Regions from separate parts of the Mus musculus genome. Here region 1 is linked to region 2. A link is a contact called in public HiChIP or PLAC-seq data. All regions are on one chromosome and are shown on one strand. The core of a region is the stretch at or near the end of the contact, and the rest is flanking DNA. Distances in the headings are between cores, read along the strand shown. Region 1 overlaps Golm1 (golgi membrane protein 1). Region 2 overlaps Agtpbp1 (ATP/GTP binding protein 1).

What was found. HiChIP or PLAC-seq counts read pairs in DNA pulled down with a chosen protein or histone mark.
Region 1: a FOXA1 HiChIP or PLAC-seq map of pancreatic cancer cells shows a contact between it and region 2. The contact joins two enhancer-like sites. A contact is called at or near these places in 2 of 115 datasets of contacts at active chromatin or transcription factors (memory CD8 T cells and pancreatic cancer cells) and 1 of 9 other capture datasets (adipose tissue).

The regions. Positions count from the first base shown.
Region 1 is chr13:59,665,116-59,671,502 of GRCm38.p6, reverse strand. Golm1 (golgi membrane protein 1) reads left to right here. Exons shown (of 10, transcript NM_001035122.2): 2 at 5,827-5,976. The coding sequence starts at 5,848. Among named protein-coding and RNA genes, the nearest start is that of Golm1, 7.5 kb to the left of the region's middle. Within about 2 kb of position 2,897, at least 170 of the 459 cell types and tissues checked have an H3K27ac peak or open chromatin away from gene starts, as enhancers often do. A contact at or near this core is called in pancreatic cancer cells, where this site is marked.
Region 2 is chr13:59,451,578-59,457,518 of GRCm38.p6, reverse strand. The region is part of intron 25 of Agtpbp1 (ATP/GTP binding protein 1); the gene reads left to right. Among named protein-coding and RNA genes, the nearest start is that of Gm34788, 37 kb to the right of the region's middle. Within about 2 kb of position 4,253, at least 50 of the 459 cell types and tissues checked have an H3K27ac peak or open chromatin away from gene starts, as enhancers often do. A contact at or near this core is called in pancreatic cancer cells, where this site is marked.

The DNA of each region.
Region 1 (6,387 bases), core at 1,648-4,147, 220 kb before region 2:
CTAATCAGCTTGGAGGTTTGAATTAGAAATGGACCCTCTCGGACGGGCGTGGTGGAGCACGCCTTTAATCCCAGCACTTGGGGGGCAGAGGCAGGTGGATTTCTGAGTTCGAGGCCAGCCTGGTCTACAAAGTGAGTTCCAGGACAGCCAGGGCTATACAGAGAAACCCTGTCTCAAAAAATCAGAACAAAAATGGACCCTCTCAGTTACTGAACAGTGATGGCACAATTTCTCTGTCTCTCTGGGGTGGAGACCTTTCTCAACTACCTGGTTCTTTGGGTGGCAGTGTCTAGCAGAGGCAGCCTTGGTGTGAAGGGGACCAGCTTTTCTACCTCATGATGCACACGTAGTACGACGGCCGTAGGAAACACGGAAGCTATACGATGCTGTGGGATGCGGCTTCCAGGCTGCTGGAGTTGCAGACTTTCTCTCTTACATTGTATATGTTGTCACCATTTTGCTTTTATATTAAAAACATGTATGTAATCAAGGGAAAATGACTTAGAGAATTGGGGCGGGGGACCATACTACATCATATAACTTATCTGTGACCTTGCTTTCATGCATTTTCCATTTATAATATAGGAAAATATATTCATGCACTGGATGTTTTAAAGTTGTTGTTTTGTTTTTTGTTGTTTTGTTTTGTTTTGTTTTTTTCCAGCAAAACCAGAAACATTCTCTATTGGCTACTCTATAACTTTTCACCCTATAGTTCATACACGGATGATTTTCCCCCTAGGTTAACACTGACTTACTCTTGCTAGTAATTGGTAAACTCGACCGGATGATTCTGGTCCATGCAGTACTGGCCAGGGCTGGAGTCCCTGAGGAATTTGACTTGGGAGCCAGAGGCTTCAAGATGCCTCATTGGCTGTTACCAGTTTTTAAAATTGTTGCCTTGCTGATTTCTTGCAGGGACAGGATTTTATTACTAGTCAAATAATTGATTTGTCTGGTTTTCCTGACAGCAGCAGAACTGGGGATCTGGTGTCTCCTGTCTCCTCCTCCTGATGCTGGTATTGAGACAGCAGACAGGTTACTAGGTTACTAGGTTACTAGGTTATTCCCTACCCTCACCTCCTCACCCCCAACCCCCCCCCCCCCCCAAGTCACCTTCCTGCAGGTCCTGCAGAGACAGGGCTGCTCAGGATTCATTCTGATGAACCTATTAGCCTTGCCTACATATGTACAGAGTTTGATCAGGACAGAGACGAGCCTTAGAGTACACAGCTGCTTTAAACAGAGCCATGTCACGTTTTTCGTCTCTTCTTCAAGTAGTGAACAGAAAGCTGGCACACGCAGGACAGACAGTCGTAGCTAGGGTTGGGAGGACGATCCGTTCTGTTCAGAGGAGCTGTGGTGGTAACTCGGGAAGAAAGCCAGACGCCCACAAAAGAGCTAGGAAAATGAACCAGACCTTAATTCCCAAATGGCAGGGAAATAGAAATATCCCCCAAAGCTAAATGGGCCACTTTCTCTGGTGGCTAACCAGATTCCACGCTGATCCTGTCTAGAGGGAGCTAACAGGAACAGGTGTGGCCTCCAGCCTTCCTTAACGTCTCTGGGTTCCATGTCTGCTTGTCATGGCCAGAGTCCTGGAATCTCATATTTTGCCTTGAGTCAGAAAATTTACATTTTCAACAATTCTAATGCTGGCCCAGTGACCACACTGAAGAACGGTTAACCTGGGTGGGGAGAGATGGCTCAGTGGTTAAGAGTATTTGTTGTTTTTGCAGAGGGCCTGGGTTTGGTTCCCAGCACTGTGTGTTGGCTTACAACCACCCTTAACTCCAGTTCCAGGGGATCTGATGCCCTCTCTGACCTCTGAGGGTACCAGGCATGCACACAGGTTTTTGTTTTTGTTTTTTGTCTTTTTCTAAATAGCACAGGCTCCTTGGAGGACTCAGCAGTAGCACTTGTGGGTGTTATGAGCAGCATAGGCTCCTTGGAGGACTCAGCATTAGCACCATGGGTGTTGTGAACAGCACAGGCTCCTTGGAGGACTCAGCATTAGCACCATGGGTGTTGTGAACAGCACAGGCTCCTTGGAGGACTTAGCATTAGCACCCCGGGTGTTGTGAGCAACATAGGCTGTTTGCAGACACTAAGCCATTCATGATAGGGATTGGATTGAACTATCCCTAGAAAGGGGGATCCACCAGGGCTCCTGGCATGAAGGGATTAGTGTGTCAGTACAGGTCAGTACTGTGTTTACTAGAACTTTCTTATGGATACAGGGTGGGGGCTGTTTTGTTTTGTGAAAGAGACTCCTGGGTAGCCCAGGCTAGCCTAGAATTCCCAATCCTACCTCGTCCTGGCATGTCCCACCATGTCCAGTTGCATAATCTTTTTCTTTTTTTCTTGGCTTTTATAGAAGCTATAAACATTCAGAATTCAGGGAAGCACAGTCTTTACAGTTGGGGGACGAGGAAGTAAGTGAGAGGAAGGTAGCCTCTGTACTTCCTGGTGAGTTTATTAAGGAAGTGAACCAGACTTCGTGGACTTGACCTTAAGCCTCTGTTAGAGGAAGTTTGTGACTGCGTTTAAAGATCGTTAATGTTTAAACACCGACTCAAAGGTGTCTGATTTAAGTGTTCACTTCCGTCTTCTATCTGGAAAGCAGTTATGGAAGATAGCCATATCAGTAAAACTGTGTTTACAGGAAAGGCCAACTGTGGGCTGTGGACCGCAGTTTGCTGATCTCTGACTCAGGGGCAGCTTGAGACCGGGCACAATGTTTTTAAACTCAAAAGCAAAGCGGTGGCCTCGGTCCTCGCAGACCTGGGTGCTGTGCAGGGTTGCTTATCACAGTGGCTTTTGAACTAGCAGCTCTCCAGCCTGCTGGCTGGGTTTAGGTGGAGCCCATCCTGTGGGTAGGACAGAGGTGTGGCCTGTTTGGTAACTTTGTTCCCTAGGCTGGGTGTCTGCCATGTGATAGCACCACAGCCAAGAGCAGCTTGCAGAGGAGAGGTTTTATTTGACTTACAGGTTACAGTCAATCCCTGAAGGAGGCCAGAGCAGGAACTCAAGCAGAGACCGCATTGTATTGCGGATCGGAACACTGCTTACTGGCTTGCTTTCCATGACTTGCTCGGTTTGCTTTTTGATACAAGCCAGGACCACTTGCCTAACAGTAGTACCACCCACAGGGCTGGGCTGAGCTCCCACATCCATCGCCCCCCCCCCCAGGATGACATTATTTTATTATACACAGAATACCCTGAAGACTCTACCCCAGAATCTGTGGAAATAATAATTCAGTGAGGTTGCAAGATATAAAATCAGCTTATAAAGTACAATTAGTTGTTTTTACATAAAATAAGAATGAAATTCCAAGAAAAACTATTTAAATATACCATCTTTTATAATAGTATCAAAGTTTAAAAAAAACACTTAGGAATATACTTAAACGAGTAAATGAAAGAATAATATAATCTATAAAGCACCAGCGAATCAGTAATGGAGAAAATGTACCAGAGCCTGGCTCGGGCCAATCTGAAGGAGGCATTGCTCTTAATTGGTTCCTCTTCCCAGATGGCCAGAGCTTGTGCAAGCAGACAAAACACTGCCGGGCAAGCATGGCTATCCAGACTCTTCCTATCTGATCGCTCACATGTATTTGGCTATGTGATTAAAAATTCTGTGCAAAAGGAAAAAATATTATTTTTGAGACAGGGTTTCTCTGTGTAAACTTGAATGTCCTGGAATTTGCTCTGCTCTGTAGACCAGGCTGGCCTTGAGCTCCCAGAGTTCCACCTGCCTCTGCCTTCCAAGGACTGTGAATAAAGATGTATACCACTACCACTTGGCTTAAAAAAGGAAAAGCTTTATAAAGTGCCAATGAATTTGATAGGTCATTTACTGTCATCCCCCCCTCTTTTTCTCTATCTCTCTTTGTCTGTCTCTGTTTGTCTCTCTCTGTCTCATTATACCTGGCCAGGGGTCATACACCTTTAAGGCTACTACTTGGGAGACAAGAGGAGGCAGATCTCGCTGAGTTTGAGGCCAGCCTGGTCTACGGATCAAGTTCGAGGACAGTCTGCACTACATAGAAAGACCCTGTCAAGCAACAATAATAAACAAAACAAACAAAACCACCACAACAAAAGTTACCATGGAAGATATCTGTTTACCACCCAGTGAGCTGAGCCCCTAACCCAGGGCAGGGCCTTGGTTGTGCTAAACCCAGACTACCATTGACCTACACTCTCAGGAGCCTTTCTATTTTCTAAAACAAGGGAGAAAAAATTTCGGCATAGCATAGTGGCTACTGATGTCTGTAATCTCAGCACTGAGGAGGCTGCAGCAGGAGGATGACAGGGGATTCAAAGCCAGCTTGAGCTACAGAGTGCGACCCTATCTTTAAAAACAAGCAAAATTACCTTTTAAGCAAGTATTGGCTTTAACCAGCCGGTTATCATTTTAAAACACAGTTAGTTGGTAGCTGAAAATCCAGAGTGGTTTTTCATGGTCTTTCTGTTTTGTAGAGACTTTTTATCCAGTTGTGCAGGCTGGGACTGGAGGCTTGGGAGCTTGAGGCCAGCCTGGTCTACACAGTGGACCCATTCTCCCACTCCCACCACCAAAGTCAGAGACTTTTAACACTAATGGTTATTGCGTTTTCCTCAGGAGAGCCTGGGGCAGGGAGGTTTGCAAGGTTTAGATGGTTTAGATTTTGTCAAGTCTAAGGGTGGGGGAAGAAAAGCTGCAGCCCTCATCCATCTTGGCCACTTCTCTCCATTTCTGTCCCTCAGTCACCCAGCTATGTGGCCTTGCCAGCCCACGTTGGCTCTCCCGCACGGCTGTTTTCCTACCTGAGGTCCTTGCTCCCGTCAGCAGGCTGGTCATCCCTGGCTTTACAGTGTGCAAACCTTCCCAGGCGGTCACGCTCTGAGCCACACTGAGCAGTTCCTTTTTCTGAGGTCACACTCACAACCACGCTCTAGTGATGTCTGTCAGCTCCATTGGACTCAAAAGAGAACAGCCAGCAGGACACTGCAGTAGAGAAGACTTGGGGTTTGTCACCGACCGGTCCCTTGAAATGAGTCCCTTTCTGTCCCTGTAACCAAAGCTCTGGATGGAATTGACTTAGGAAGAGGCTCATTTTGACTCCTGGTTTCCTAGGATTTTTTTCGGGCTCTCATGGGTCCTACCCCATCTTCGCCTGACTGACATCTGCCTCCCATCCCTGTCCCTCTCTCTTGTGATGTACACGGAGCAGCTCACACTCATTTCCAGCATGGCATTCTTGCTCTGCTTCCAAAGGCTGTCCTGGGATGGCAGCTATTCTGTGAGGGCAGATGGCCAAAGCCTCCCTTTCCTAGGCCAACTTAAAGCGCTCTCTGGAAACCTTGAAAAATGTCGGAAGGTCTCACGTGATATGGAAACAAGGTTCCCTATTCCTGCTTGCAAGCATGAACAATCTCAAGTTATACTGGAGATAGGAATGCTAAGCTATGCCCACTACACAGAGAGCAAGTTGGGTTGAAGAGATATGGTTCTATGATGAGGACTCCAGTTTATTGTGTCTGGGTCCCTGTGTGGTGCCAATCTACAAACCTCACCCTGGAGTGCTGGCTCACCATTCAGGCACCTAGACCTTTGGCTTTGAGCACTGTGGTATATCCTCTTCATGAATGGTTGTGTGTGTGTGTGTGTGTGTGTGTGTGTGTGTGTGTGTGTGTGAGAGAGAGAGAGAGAGAGAGAGAGAGAGAGAGAGAGAGAGCTCACATGGTTGCCTTCCTGTGGATACTGAAGATGGATGTGGTCTGCTTCGGGGATGCTAGGCTTAGTGTGGAAACTCATGCGTTTTTTATTTGGCAGGTTCTCGGCCCTGGTTCTAAGATGATGGGATTGGGGAATGGGCGTCGCAGCATGAAGTCTCCGCCCCTTATCCTGGCTGCCCTGGTGGCCTGTGTTATTGTGCTAGGCTTCAACTACTGGATTGCTAGCTCGAGAAGCGTGGAACTCCAGGTATGTTGTGTCTTTAGAGTGTACGAACCACTGAGTGTTCAAACCAGCTGAGGCACCATGCCATGGGTCCCCTGTGTATTGTCAGCCGGTACCCTGGGTTCCAACACCGTGTGCTAGCGGTGTTTTAGCTCTCCACACCAGCCCCCTCCCCGAAGCAGGTCCCTCCCTCCAGCCCAGCACCACTTCCTCTGTGACTACTGAGTTGCGCTTTGCTTTCCATTGAGCGTTTAGGGCAGACGGGAATGTTGGCTGGCAGAGGTGAACTGGACACTGCCCATTCCTGTCTGTCAGTCCACTGGAGAAACCAAGGGCCACATGGGTGGTAATTTTAGGTTTCCCACATATTATGGCCAATCGTAAATGAGGCCATGGTTGGGTTTGTTATCACTGCTTGGTTTGGTTTGGTTTTAA
Region 2 (5,941 bases), core at 3,004-5,503:
CTGTTGCTGTGAAGAGACACCATGAACAAATCAACTCTTATAAAGGCAAACTTTAATTGAGGCTAGCTTACAGTTCAGAGCTTCAGGCCATTATCATCATGGTGGGAAGCATGGCAGTGTGTAGGTAGGCAAGCATGGCGCTAGAGAGGAGCTGAGAGCACTACATCTTGATTCCAAGGCAACCAGGAGAAGGTTCCTTTTTGCAGGCAGCTAGGATGAGGGTCTCATTCCACACTGGGTGGACTCTGAGCGCTGGAGGAGACCTCTAAAACCCACCCCACAGTGACACACTTTCTCCAACAAGGCCACATCTCCTCCAGTAAGGCCACACCTCCTAATATTAGTACTTCCCATGTACCAAGCATATTCAAACCACCATAATAAGTGAAGATTGGAAAAGAAATGACAGCTAGGGCTGGAGAGATAGCTCAGTGGTTAAGAGCACTTCCAGAGGTTCTGAGTTCAAATCCCAGCAACCACATGGTTGCTCACAACCATTCGTAATGAGATCTGATGCCCTCTTCTGGTACAGCTACAGTGTACTTAGATACAACAATAAATAAATCTTTAGAAGGAAGAGAAGAAGAAAAAGGGGAGGGGAGGAAGAAGAAGAGGAGAAGGAGGAGGAGGAATGCCAGCTAAACATAAAGAAACACTAATTTGGGTCCAGTGGATCTTGATGCTGAAAGAAAAAAGACAAAACTTACTAAAGGAAAAGTGTTTTCTATGGTGGTAACTGAGCCCTTGAGGAAGAGCAAGTGGTAATTGTGTTTTGAAGTGTAAGAATTGCTGACACTTTGAAGGGACCTAGAGCCCAGACCTCAGAGCATGGAGTTGTTCTAATGCAGCTGACAGTGAGTAGGGCGCGGTCTGGAGTTGCTCAGTGCTTTATTTCGAGGTTGTATTGTAAGTGTGGTTTTGAGTTGTGCCATCTCACTGGCCATGAAATGCCTGCTTAAGGCTCTTACTGGAAGCCTTCCTTCTACTTTAAACACCACCCCCTTGGCTGCTCCCAAGTCTCAGCTCTGTGGGGTTCTACTTAGGATGTGAATCTGTTTGCAGACATCACTGTGTGGTTTATAAGCTGGTCTGTTGTCTGCATACAATGGTACATGCATTCTGTTCCATTTAGTGAGTTAGTGACAGCGTTGGGGAGTTTTAGTTTTAGTGTCTCACACCTGGTATTGTGAGCTATTTCCTGTTTGTCACTTCCTCATCTCAGAGATGATCTTTTGTTATTCCAGTTTTGTCTCTGCATAATCTTGTTCTATTTTCTTTTGTTATTCTTTCATTGGTACCCTAGAGGTTTATCAGTGCATAATGGACTCCTGGTTTATTACCATGTAATGTAAATTGCTCTGTCTGCTTCTTCATAGACTATGAGTGCTGAGACCGTAGGGCACATTCATTTTATAACCTTCCCACTTTTTATACTGTTGTGATGGATTTTAATGGAACTACTCAGACTTGAAGTTATTGCTGCTTTAGTCATCCACTACTCATTAGGACTCACTCCTTAATTCTCCAGTGGTCCCTACCCCCAACCCTGGCCTTTGCTCCCTATTGAGAGAAGGTTTCTTTCTCTAGCACAGGCTGGACTCAAACTCATGGCAACCCTTCTGAGTACTGCCTTACAGTGGGCACCCAGCTGGGCTTGTCTGTGTCTGAGTCCCATGTTAGGATCATATAGTGCGTTGTTAAACTGTGTATACTATGTTGGTGTGTGTGTGTGTGTGCACTAGTGCCTGTGAGTGCTTGTATGTGTGTCTGTACCTCTATGCCTGTATGTCTTGTGTATGCCTGTGTGTATGTGCCTGTGTGTGCCTCTGTGTATATGTGTCTGTCTGAATGTGCATATCTATGTGTATCTGTTTGTGTGTGCATGTTTATGTGCCTCTGTGTGTCTGCTGTAAGCAGATTATTTTATTTACCACATTTGCTCACTTTGCTCCTTCTGTTGAGAAGTCATGGGCCAGGGTTGTGCATGTACTCTTGGGATCTTAGCGGTTTGGCTGTGAGTTTGAGGGTTGCTGTTCCTTGTTTCTCCCATGTGAGGTTTGCAGCCCTCATAAGTCTGTATGCCGAGTCTCTCATTGACTTTGGAAAGTGTACAACCATTAGCTTTTTGTGCATTGCTTCTATCGTGTGCTCTGCTCTTGTGCGGGGTTAGCGTGCAGGATGCTTAATCTTTGTTTCTGGTCCTTCTTTCTCTCTCTGTTGAAGCCTGAAACTGTCTACTTATTTCTGCTCCCATCTCTTCTCAGCACCAACCTACGTGAGTTTTAGACCTAATCCTGAGCTCTAGTGTCCGTTGTATGGTTTGAGTCTAGATTTAATGTGATTTTTTTTTTTAAGATAGAAATCAGATGCTGAGATTCCCCATCTTGTCATCTATTTTGGGTCACAGTTATGTTAGAGTTCCCATGTGGTAATTAATACACTAGAGCTGTTTCTCTTGGGTTTTTCTCTAGTTGTGTGACAGCCAGGTGTCAGGTATAAATAAAGATGAGAGGGTCCGTTGTCCTTGACTTCATGGAGTCCAAGCTGGCTTGAGATAACATTACAAAATATCTGAAGGTTGTTTTGCTGACTCCTGGTTTGCCCCTCCAGACTTTCTGAGTAGCAGCCCACCAGGGGTCACTGTGGACACCTCAGGATCCCCCTCTTCTCTTTGGCACCTTGAAACCAGCAAAACATTTCTGTGGCTTCCTTGTCCCTCTGTGTGGGGTGCTGCTGTGTGGCTTTTTAGCCCCTTGCACTGTGTCACTTAAGTTTGTCAAATATGTCTGGGAACACTGCTGAATGCTGAGGTCACCTCTCTGCAACTCCCTTTTTCAGGACACGTGGCAGCTCTGAACTCCAGCTTTTCCCTGCAGTCCTTTGAACTTGCTGGCGCTCTGAGGACTCCTGCCCCTGGCAGCTGCCAGCCTTGCCCTGCCTCCCACTGGACTTGGCCCCGCACTTCCCCTTGCTGAGCTTGCTTTGTATCCTTTCACTGCGATGAGCCATGAGTGTGAGCTCTGCTGTGCGCACTCCCCTCAGCCCACTGCTCAGGGGCTTTTGGGGTGCCCTGTTTGCCCATTGGAGTTTCTGTTATGTTTGGTTATCACAGAAGTGGAGTGATTTGCTGAGACTAATTGGAGCTAGATCGTATTGTACAATTGTAGCTCAGAACTGCCCAAGGTTTGATGGTTCTGACCGAAGGTCTCTAAATCCCACAGTCTCCATTGCACCTGAAGTCCTCTGAGTGCACAAGTGACACTCAGTCTGTTTGCAGTGTTGTGCCTCCGTGATGACGCGATGACAGTGACCTGGCCATCGGCACTCTCCTGGGAGGACTGGCTCAGGGCCATTTAATAGCTACAGCTTCATGCCTCTTGCCACCAATCAGACATTAGCAATTCCTTTCTCTTTTTCCAAATAGATATTCTTTGGTTAGCTGTATTGTATAGTAGCTTAGCCTACCTCCTCTTCTGTGTATGCATGTGTTTGCATGTGCTTGTAAGTCTCTATACAATAGTGATTTCAGAATGACACACAAGTATTCCTATGAAAGGAAAGGTGGTTTTGAGTATGTGAGGTGATATCTGTGACGGCTCTTCCTAAGTTATAAAGTACACAGAGCACATACGGAAGCTCAATAAAAGAAAATGAATTGCTGTGATTGGCCTTGTGCCCAAAACCCTTTCCAGTAAAGCGGGATAGTGGGGTGGGGTGAGAGGAATACTCATGGTCCTGGTAGCCTGCTTGCTTTCTGTTGAAAGGCGCAGGCTGCTCAGTGGGAACTGAGGTGGAGTGTTGGCAATATCGAGCAGAAGAGTTAGGATACCCTGGCAGGTAGACAGACAACAGCACAGCAGGCTCTGTTCCCTGCCACATGACCAGAGACAGGCCGTAGAGTGGGGCCTCTGAAGAGAAGAGTCTGGGCCCTTATGGAAATGGGGGTCTCTATTCATGACTGTTGGGAATGGAAGTAGGAAGTGGTCTCAGCACAAGCCCCAGCTGGACTCTGATTCTCAGGAAGGAAGTAGCTGTGTTTTAGTAAGGTGCCTGTTGGTGTCTAAGAGGGGAGGGAGGCTGCTGTAGGTGGGATGCTAGCATCAATTCTTACATTCATTCAGAGTTTGGCCAGCATTTACTGAGGCAGCTGAGATGTGTTGCTAGGCTTTTTGGGTCCACAGGAGGTGTTTAGCCAGCCAGGCCACATTCTTGACCTTTGGTATTGAGAAAACAGGCATGGAGTCAGATGGAATGTTTGTGCAGGGCGCAGAGGAAGCATGCAGAGAGGAAACACATGCCAAGGTGTCTGGGAGAGCTGAGGGTGAGGCCAAGCTGCACTTTTGAAAGAAACATGAGCCACTGGGGGACAGGGAGAAAGTGAGAAATACACCTTGTGTGGAGAAAACAAGTGTGGTCAGAGCTTGTCACGGAACAGGTGGGGTTTGACATGGTCTGGAGACTGGCTGCCTTTCTTCTGGAGAAGTCTGAGTTGAGTGACTTTCTAAATGGATGGATTTCAGAATACAGAAGAAGAGATTTAGTGGGGAAAACCATGTGTTCCCAACATGCAGTATTTGTGGTACGTGTGAGTTATCCATGTGATGTCTTTGGCAAGTCCATGTGTATACAAGAGGCTCTTGGGAAGCCAGGCTCTGTGTTTGCATTTGGAAGAGATGAGTGCACATTAAAATGAGCGGGCGCATTCAGAGGGCATGTGCAGATGGAGAGCTGGGACCAGGAGCATCTTGGTGGGTGAGCACGTTGAGGCACAGGAGTGCATGCTCACCACTGGCAGCCACAGGAAGAGAGAAGCGGGCCAGAGGCGGCCAGTGAAATAATGGCAGTGTGATTCGTACTGCAAGGGCTAGCTGTGTGCAGAATGGAGGGTTGTGTACCTTCCCTTCCCTCCCTCCCTCCCTCCCTCCCTCCCTCCCTCCCTCCCTCCCTCATGCCTTGTTCATAGACACTTCTGTTCTCTGCTTTCTCACCTGTGTGTGCCTTCCCTGGCACACTCAGTCCTGATAATGTCCCACTGTGAGCACTGATGGCCCTGCCCCAGTGTGAGAAGGAAGGACTCCAGAGGCTGAGCCCAGGAGTGGATTCTCAGGAACCACCGAGGGCTTCGGGCGTTGCCTGAGCGCTGTGGCCTCGTTTCCTACCCTTTCTGTTCTCTTAACAGAGCAGGTGACGCTGTCACTGTGAGCAGTTAGTGGTGAATACACCAGGCTTGTTCATGACAAATGGAGGTGCGACCCACGACCTGCCAGGACTGAGAGGCCTCTGCTGCAGCCTTGCCTGCCTCTCGCTGTGCCATGCCACAGCTCGCCCTTTCCATCTGAGGCTCCCAAGTCCTTGCTGTCTTATAGGCTGCAGGGCCTTACACAAGCACCCCTCTAGTTCGGTCTATCATTGGGGTACAGCTTTAAGAAGGCTGGCCTTCAAACCTTTTCTGACGTTCCAGTTGATGAACTTGGGACTCCGCCTTCACACACACATCCTTATTCTGAGCCGAGGATCCTTCAAACAAACTGGATTGCTCTGGCTGCTTTTCTTCCAGTTTCTTAAACTGGCTGCTTTAGCTCCTGAGCACCGTCCCCTGTCCATGCGCCTCTGCCCTCACCTCCCTGGGGCTCCTGTTCTCTGCCCTCCAGCCTTGTCTGCTAGCACTGCCAAGCGTCTCTCCTGTCCTCACATCTGCAACCAGAACTAAGCAGGCTGGTGCCCACAGGTTGTCTGCTTTCCTCTGTCTCAGCCTCTTAGGAGTCTCTTGGTTCTCTCAGGAGAATGTGATTAAACACTGAAGTGGAGGGGGAATGGCTTATTACATTTCAAAAGAAAAAAGATAGTAACAGTCATTTCCAAAACAATCAATCTTCTTTAACAATCTTTCTGTCCAGTAAGACCTAGCTATCAGGTTAATAACTACTTATTTAAATTTCAT